Regions from separate parts of the Sus scrofa genome. Here region 1 is linked to region 2. The links are chromatin contacts, called in public HiChIP or PLAC-seq maps. All regions are on one chromosome and are shown on one strand. The core of a region is the stretch at or near the end of the contact, and the rest is flanking DNA. Distances in the headings are between cores, read along the strand shown. Region 1 overlaps CCDC186 (coiled-coil domain-containing protein 186). Region 2 overlaps NHLRC2 (NHL repeat containing 2).

The links. HiChIP or PLAC-seq counts read pairs in DNA pulled down with a chosen protein or histone mark.
Region 1: a contact with region 2 is called in an H3K27ac HiChIP or PLAC-seq map of alveolar macrophages. The contact joins two enhancer-like sites.

The regions. Positions count from the first base shown.
Region 1 is chr14:124,492,185-124,496,388 of Sscrofa11.1, forward strand. All of the region lies in intron 4 of CCDC186 (coiled-coil domain-containing protein 186), which reads right to left. Among named protein-coding and RNA genes, the nearest start is that of CCDC186, 27 kb to the right of the region's middle. Within about 2 kb of position 1,442, at least 1 of the 83 cell types and tissues checked has an H3K27ac peak or open chromatin away from gene starts, as enhancers often do. A contact at or near this core is called in alveolar macrophages, where this site is marked.
Region 2 is chr14:124,177,435-124,182,074 of Sscrofa11.1, forward strand. All of the region lies in intron 2 of NHLRC2 (NHL repeat containing 2), which reads left to right. Among named protein-coding and RNA genes, the nearest start is that of NHLRC2, 17 kb to the left of the region's middle. Within about 2 kb of position 2,342, at least 1 of the 83 cell types and tissues checked has an H3K27ac peak or open chromatin away from gene starts, as enhancers often do. A contact at or near this core is called in alveolar macrophages, where this site is marked.

The DNA.
Region 1 (4,204 bases), core at 192-2,691, 310 kb after region 2:
CAATAAACAAATCAATACCACTAATATTTGCTTCTTCCCTTCCCTATTCCTCTTCCTTTAGCTAACATGGTTGCTATTTTCTGTTTATCCTTTCAAATTCGCTTGTCCACTCCTTCCTAGTCCACTCTGTACTCCAGGAAAATGTCCACCAGGGACCATACCAACAAGTTTCTTTGCCCCATACTTCCAGTTGGATTTGGACAACTGGAAGTGCTAAGCAGAAAATCAAGAGGGTAGGCAGAGAATGAGATGTGGCTCCTCTAGATTCACCACAGGTTGGCTGTTCCTGTTAGGTGCCCTCTCTATACAACTACCTCCTCTGAGTTAGACTAACCTGCACTCTCTCCTTATTCCTTTAGCCCAAATTGTAATAATGGCTCCTCGAGGAGCCCCAGGATCATGCAGGTTCCCTTGTTGGGCTCCCTAAATCTCGCCCATAACTCATTAAGAGTCCTTTTATGAAAGTCTCCCAAATTACCAGTTTCTGTTTTCTGCCAAGACCCTGAGTGTATGGCTGACAATTTCTAATATCTGTAATTTTAGCTTCCTTGCAAAAATGATATTCTAATTAGTGTCACTGATTTCCTGTATATGAAAAGCTTTCTAAAGTACTTTGCATTTTAATAAGAAATACCTAATTGGATTAAGTATGACATCTATATACTCATTTAAAATTCTCTGTAGGCATAAGCTCCGTAGGCAATTTCCACATTCTGAAATTTCATACATGAAAACTTGAAGGATAGCCCTTCATTTAAGTAAGTTTGCAAATAGGATGAAGCACATATTTTATAGAAAATGGATCCATTTTTACACTGGCACTCTTGCTTTTTAAAAAATGAACTACAGTTGATTTACAATATTGTATTAATTTCTGCTATACAGTGATTCAGCTTATATATATATATATATATATGCATTATACATATATATACACACATACATATTTTTTCATATTCTTTTCCATTATGATTTATCACAGAATGCTGAACATAGTTCCATGTACTATACAGCAAGATCATGTGTTTCTTCATTTTATATACATAGCCCTCATCTGCGGAGACCAAACACCCAATCCTTCCCTCCCTCTTGGTAACCACAAGCCTGTTCTCTTATCTGTGAGTCTGTTTTGTAGATACGTCCATTTGCGTCATATTTTAGATCCCACATCTAAGTGACATCATACAGCATTTGTCTCTTTCTGACTCACTTCATTCAGTAACCTAGATAATCTCTAGGTCCATCCATGTTGCTGCAAATTTCATTCTTTTTATGACTGAGTAATATTCCCCTCTGTGTGGTGTGGTGTGTGTGTACACCACATCTTTCACCACTCATCTGCTGATGGTTATTTCAGTTTCCATGTCTTGGCTATTGTGAACAGTGCTGCTATAAACACAAGAGTGCATGTATCTTTCCAAATTATAGTTCTGTCTAGATATATGTGCAAGAGTGGGATTGCTGCATCATATGGTAACTATTTTTATTTTTGAGGAACTCTGGTACTGTTGTGGCTGCACCAATTTACATTCCCACTGCATGTGTAGGAGAGTTCCCTTTCCCCTACACCCCTCCAATATTTGTTCTTTGTAGATTTAATGCTGGCCATTCTGACTGGTGTGAGGTGGTACCTACCTCACTGCAGTTTTGATCTGCATTTCTCTAGTAATTTGCGATTATGAGCAACAGATGAACATTTAAACTTTAAGGATTTTTTTTTTAAGGAATTTATTTTTTTGTTGTTGTCTTTTTATCTTTTTAGGGCCACACCCACAGCATATGGAGGATCCAGCTAGGGGTCCAATCAGAGCTGTAGCCGTCAGCCTATGCCAGAGCCACAGCAATGCAGGATCTGAGCTGTGTCTGCAATCTACACCACGGCTCACAGCAACGCTGGATCCTTAACCCACTGAGCAAGGCCAGGGATTGAACTCATGTCCTCATGGATGCTAGTTGGGTTTGTTAACCGCTGAGCCACAACAGGAGCTCCAAACTTTAAGAATTTTCAATGGCATCTAGTGGTAAACTCCAACTAATAGTATAACAATACAAGTACATACAGTGTTAGGAGAATGTGGAAAAACCTACACTCTGATGAAAAGTGACTGACAAAGTCTCATGAAGTCCTGGTACAGCTGATAAGCACAACTAGTAACCACTCAAAATACTATACATATACATATAAGTACTTTTAAAATCATCCCACTGGGGTTTTTTTCCCCCATTAGTTTTCAAGAAAAATTAAAGAAAACACTGGAATAGAGATGACAGAGATTTCTGAGGACTAAATGTGCTCACAGACTGACAAAACTATAGTGGAACTAAGAAAATTAGCTAGATTTTTAGATAAATGAATAATTCTACTTAGACAAGGTCAACTAATGATAATGTCAACTTAAAAAGAAATCTGGTTTTATGACAACTTTATGCTTATTAGCTTTTAGGAATACAAAAATAAGTCATAGTTCCTACTTTGGAAGAATAACATACAAGTAATATAATACAATATAATTTCTAGTGGATGAATGCACAAGTTCTTTGAAAATACAACAATACTAACACATCCTGGAAAGGGTTGGCATGAAGGGTAAAAGATGCTATCTACACGTGAACTAGGTGCTATACTTGAGGTAGACACTGAAGGTTAAGTAGGATTCAGTAGAATATGAGGAATTAGTCAAGGAGAGGAATTCAAAGTAGAGTGGTTATTATGTCCAAATGCCTAAAGTAGAAGATAGCATGATATATTTGGAGGATACTAAATTACTTCTTAGGGTTTAAATTTGATGTGTTGGTTACAGTGAGGAGGAAATAGTTATAAAAGAGAACAGGTGGCGCTCCCTTGTGGCTCAGTGGGTTATGGATCCAGTGTTGTCACTGCTGCAGCTCAGGCTGCTATTGTGGTATGGGTTCCCTTCCTGGCCCATGAGCTTCCACATGCCTCAGGAACAGCACAAAAAAGGAAAAAAAAAAAAAAAAAAAAACACCACACCAAAAAAAGAAAAAAGCAAAACAGGAGGTAGAGAAGATCCTGAAAGAAACAATGATCTGAGATTTTATCCTACAGGAAATAGGAAGCCAAAGGAGGACTTATAAATCAGAATCTTTTATTAAATTGTGTTTTAATAAGATAAGTGGTTCAGCATGGAAACTTCATTAAAGTTGAGAGATAAGAAGCAGAAAAAAGAAAAAAAAAAACAGAAAAAAGATAATTGCAGTAGATAACATAAGTTTCTTGACTATAGCATGGAAGGTGCACCAGAATGTCCTGTGACTCTGTCATCCCTGAATCAGCTGCAAAAGATAACCCAGATGCCAAAAGTTCACATTTCTATATCCCGCTCCAGATAATGGTAGCACCTACTTCACGGAACTATTGGAAGTATTAAATGAGAAAATACAGCAATTTATTTAAGAGTCTATTGAAAATCAGTCCATTCCATCACAGATAAAGGAAGGGGGGCCAGTGAAAGTTTCTGGAATCAGTTTAAGATGATTACCATTGACTCGCATAAAGATAAAGCATGACTTAATCAAGAGGATTCAATAGCCAGCTAAAATTAAGATGAAATGTATAGAAAATTCTACTCCAGGAGTTCCCGTCGTGGCGCAGTGGCGCAGTGGTTAACGAATCCGACTAGGAACCATGAGGTTGCGGGTTCGGTCCCTGCCCTTGCTCAGTGGGTTAACGATCCGGCGTTGCCGTGAGCTGTGGTGTAGGTTGCAGACGCAGCTCGGATCCCGCGTTGCTGTGGCTCTGGCGTAGGCCGGTGGCTACAGCTCCGATTCGACCCCTAGCCTGGGAACCTCCATATGCCGCGGGAGCGGCCCAAGAAATAGCAACAACAACAACAACAACAACAACAAAAAGACAAAAGACAAAAAAAAAAGAAAATTCTACTCCAAATGTGGCAGATAAACCCTCCCTATTCTAAACACCAGAAATTTCACATGAAATATAACAATGACATATATATATATATATTTTTTTAATGCACAACTGAATTCCCAAGAAAGTATAAGAAATCCCCAGGGCCAAAAAAAAAAAAAAAAAAATCTAAGAGGAAGCAGGAATCCAGAATGCTTTGCTAGGGCTGAAACCTTCACTGACCAATAACAGGTCATGTGGGGATGAGGGAAACTAAATCCCTGAGAATTTATAACTAACTCTACCCTCCTGTAAATTTGAGGTTCAGATTCATTC
Region 2 (4,640 bases), core at 1,092-3,591:
ATAGAACAAGCAAAATAATTTAAAAAAATCTCTGTGTACTTACTGTAAGGTTGTTGACACTGAAAAAATGAGATGCATAGTCTGACCTTTGTCCTTGTCTGTAAATCAATATAGAGATTCTATTTAGACAATAATATCATGCAGTTTATATATTATACAAATATGTAAGTTTCTTCATTATTTATGTCCTATCCATCCATTTCCTACTGTGTACTAGGCACTGTGCTGGTAAATAGGAAAATGGTGTATGGTCCATAAATAATTAATAGGAATTAGATTCCAACAAGGGGAAAGCTTATGCTCAAATAAACACTCAAATATTTTTATAATTTCCAGTTAGTACTAAGGGAAATTACAGAGTGCTTTGAAGACAGATAATGGGGTTTACTCTTATCTTGGAGAAATTAAAGAAAGCTTTTTTAAGAGTGAAAACTGGGCTTGAGATCTAAAAGACAGGTATGACTTTACTCAGCGAGAACATTCCAGGCAGAGACACCGTATGTCAAGGCTTTAAAGCAAGAGGAATAATGATATTCTTGAGAAAGTGAAGAAAGACCTGGTTAGTATAATACCCTGAGGGAAGGGAAGAAGGATGTGGAAGATGCTGGAGAGATGAGATGTGGTTTCTATATGAAGGATTTTCTGCCAGAGGGTGACATGATCAGATTTGTAGGGGTTTTTTGTTTGTTTGTTTTTTGTTTTTTGGATTTTATGGGTTTTTTTGTTTGTTTTTAAAGGTCAGTTTGTCTCCTGGCTGGGTAACTAATCAATGGACAACACTGGATCTATGGCAAGACTGTTGTGCCCCCTATGAGACATGATAATAGCTTGAAGCTAATTATAGATGATAGGATTAATAGGACTTGGTCATGGATTAAATATGGGTGATGAGAGAAGGCTGGTTGATTATTACAGAAATATCTGAGGTAGGTTTCTGGCTTGTAAAACTGGACAGGTGGTGGTACCTTTCAGTGACAGGAAACACTGTAGAAAGAACAAATTTGGAAGGGAAGTTCATGAGTTTATTTGAAACATTTTCCGTATGACTTCCATTGCTTTTAAGGATAAAGATCTCAATCTCTAATGTGATTTACCTCAACAAACAGGTTGATCCTGTGTTTATTTTTGTTTTGTCCCATGCTTCCCTTTGTTCTCTGAGCTTAGTCACTTACCTTCTTTAGTCTTTCTTGTCCCCTCTTGCATGTGTTGTTTTCTCTTCCTATAATCTCCTTTATTCCTTGTTTCCACTGTTTAACATCTTCTCATCATTCACATCTCACCTTGGTCATCACTTTTTCAAAGAAGTGTTGGGGTATATTCATCAGGAAGAAAAAATATATGTATTTTGATGTAATGTGATATTTGTGTACATATATTACATATGTAAAATATATTTTGACTCAACTCATGGATTCCTTTTTGATTCATTGTTATAAATCATCACAGTCATTTATTTTGATTTTCAAATTGTCCCCATTCGACTAAATGGATCCCCTTCATGCTATCACCTGTGTCCTTTTGACATGTCCTTATTATTCTCTAAGCACTTCTTGACTTGTTCCCCCCAAAAATATTTCCAGGTTCATCTTATACTTTCCCAGCCCCATCTTTGAATCAGCCATTTCTCTAAGGAGTTCTGATTCCTTATAGTATTGAATATTAAGAATGATTTTGAAGAAACAAGATCTGGGCACTAGATGTGCATACTGTTACTGGGGTGTGTCTTTTCTTCCAGTTCCTCCCAACTAATTTAAAAGTTGCTTAAACTAGTCCCTCCCACCCACCATGAGGCTTTGCTATTCATTTGAAGTACAGCTAGATTCATTTGTTTCTCTTTGTATTTTTAAGCCCCCTTTCCCTGTTTTGGTTGATTTTATTTTCGAGTATGTAAAATTATAACATGGTCTGAAAGTCAGAACTGTGCAGAAAGGATAGTTTCATCTACCCCTCTCTTCTGCTTATTCCTACCTTCTCATTCTTTCATCCTGTTCTTTTTCTTTAAAACAAATTTTTTTTAACATTAAAAAGTGACATACTATTGACATTTTTATGCACTTCAGTTTTTTCATGAGACATTTTTCCTGGCAGTCACTCCACACAAGTTTATAGAGAATTTCCTGGTAGTTTTTAACATCTTCATGGTACTTAGCCTGTGTATGTATGTGTGTACATGATTTATCCAGGCACTTTCCTATCCTGTGTATTGGCCCTTATATTGTTTCTAATATTTAGCAGTTAACACACAATGAATAATCTCATGGATACATTTTTGTAGTGCTGATAGTGTATTTTAAGGATGAATTCTTGGAAGTGAGGATTGCTGGGTCAAAGTTAAATGTACATAAGTTTAGTTAGATATTGCCACATTCCACACCAGGAGGGTTGCACCAGTTTGCATTCTCACTAGCAGTGTATGAGTGTGGTTCTTTTCCCATTGCTGTTCCAATAAAATGTTGACATACTTTTAAATTTTTGCTGATCTAGTATTCCTTTTATATGACAAATGGTATCTTGGTGTAGTTTTAAATTGCATTTTAGAGTGGAGTTGAACAAGCCTTTTCATATGTTTCTGCATATTTATTGTAAATGGGGTTTTGTCTACTACTGTATCCTCCAGCTAGATGTTATGTAGATATAGAAAGGCTGTTGGGTTTTGTGTGTCAGTTTTCAGTTCTACTGCGTCCTGACTTTTATTATTTGGGTTAGTTTTATAATTGATTTTCTGGAGTTTTCCTAACATACTATTACATTGTTTGCAAAGAAAATTTTCATTTCTTACGTCTGTATCTAAATACTCTTATCTAATTTTGTTGTCTAAAACCACTGTTCCACATCATTGTTAAATAGTATTGGAAACAGTTGGTGTCTCTGCCTTGTTCCTTATCTTATTGGAAAACTTCTAGTTTTTCTCCAGTAAGTAAGTGGCTAGTTTTTGGACTCAGTTGTATTTATTTACCCAATTAATGAGTTATCACAGTACAGAATTACTTTTAAGTTATATCCCAGTAAACCTGATGTTAAAATTAAGAATGTATCTCTACTGCTTCAAAGTTTGGAGGAGAATGGTGGCTACCTAATTTTGAATCTTCCCATTTTCCTTTTCCCCTTCCCTAGACATAAAAACAACAGGGAGAGTAAGTAAAACCACACTTGATCCTCTGTTCAGTGATACTAAGAGACAATATCATGGCCTTCAGATTACCCGTAAATTGAGAAATACACTTATCTCCATGAGAGATCCTGCTGCTGCTAGCTTGCAGGTGCTGAGAACAGGGATGGAGGAGGTGTAAAAGACTCCATGAAAAAAAGGGGTTCTGAGGAATTGGGCAAAACACAAACCCCCTTACCTGCAGAAAAAGAACTCAACTCCAGCTCTAGTATTGATGCCCTAGAACATAGTACTAGCTCTTGAAAGAGTGTGGGACTGGGAACAGAAGCCTCAGAGAAGCATTGCTTCCTGAAAAGACTCAGATAATAGAAGTGTGTGTGGTTTCCCTTGGAGATAGTCTCCTGAAGGGAAGAAGAAAATAAGAGGGAAAAGTTAAGAATGCTGCAGAAACAAAAGAAAATACACATCAGCTCCTCCTTCCAGTGGTGCTGTCTGAAAATGAAATTCAGAAAAAGGGAACTGTCAGAAGAGGGCACTCTCAAGCCAGGAGCTTTGTCCACAAAGTGATTAGGGTTATTAAAAAGATCACACCCATATAAAACTGTAAAAAGCTGAAGATGTGATTCAGAGTTGAAATGCCGATGAAAATTCTCAATCACAAAATTGACGAAAACTATAACATAGTCCTCTGTTTCGAATTACCTATCCTCTTAAAGTATTTAGGAATGATGAGAAAACAGCTTGAATCAGAAATTTTAAAACTAAGAACAGAAATGGATCCCTCTCCTCTCAAAAAAAAGGAAGAAATGAATGTCGATTGAACTCAAAAGAAATAGAAGAAAAAGGTCATAATTATATTAGAAATTAAGGCTAAATTACAGGGTGCCCAAGGGGTAATAAATTCATATGAAAATTTTATGAGGGACATTGAACTAAAGCAGGAGTGTAAAAACAGTGGGTGAAAATGAACTTTTAAAATAAAAGAGTAGTAAGAAGAGTTAGGAAATGATCGAACTGGAAGATAAAGAGAAGAGGTCCAACATAAGGCTACTTGGAGACTAAAGAAGAAAATTAAAACAATTGACCAGAACTAAGATCTAAAATTAGGATCCAAAAAAACATTCTAAAAATAAAAGGAACCTTAAATCTCCATATTGAAAGGGCCTGCTGGATACCAGAGAGTTCCTCTGTTGAACCAGAAGAACAGCCTGAAAAGTATTCTAGTAGACCTATTGCACTTTAAAAATTGTTTTTTAAAAAAAGTCCTCGGGGCCTCCAGGAAAAGATGACCTTCAAAGATATGTAAATTAGGCAGAACAGACTTTTCACAAATAATGTGCAAGGCAAGGCAACAGTGGAACAACATTTTCAAGAATCTTAAGAGAGTAAAAACCAAGGATTTTATGTCCAAGCAGCTACCTTTTGAGAATCAATCAGGATTATAAGAAAATAGTTTTGAATGTCTGTGAACTCAGAGAATACTGTGCACATGTTCCGTTTCTGGTGAATCTTAAGGGAGAATTCTATCCAA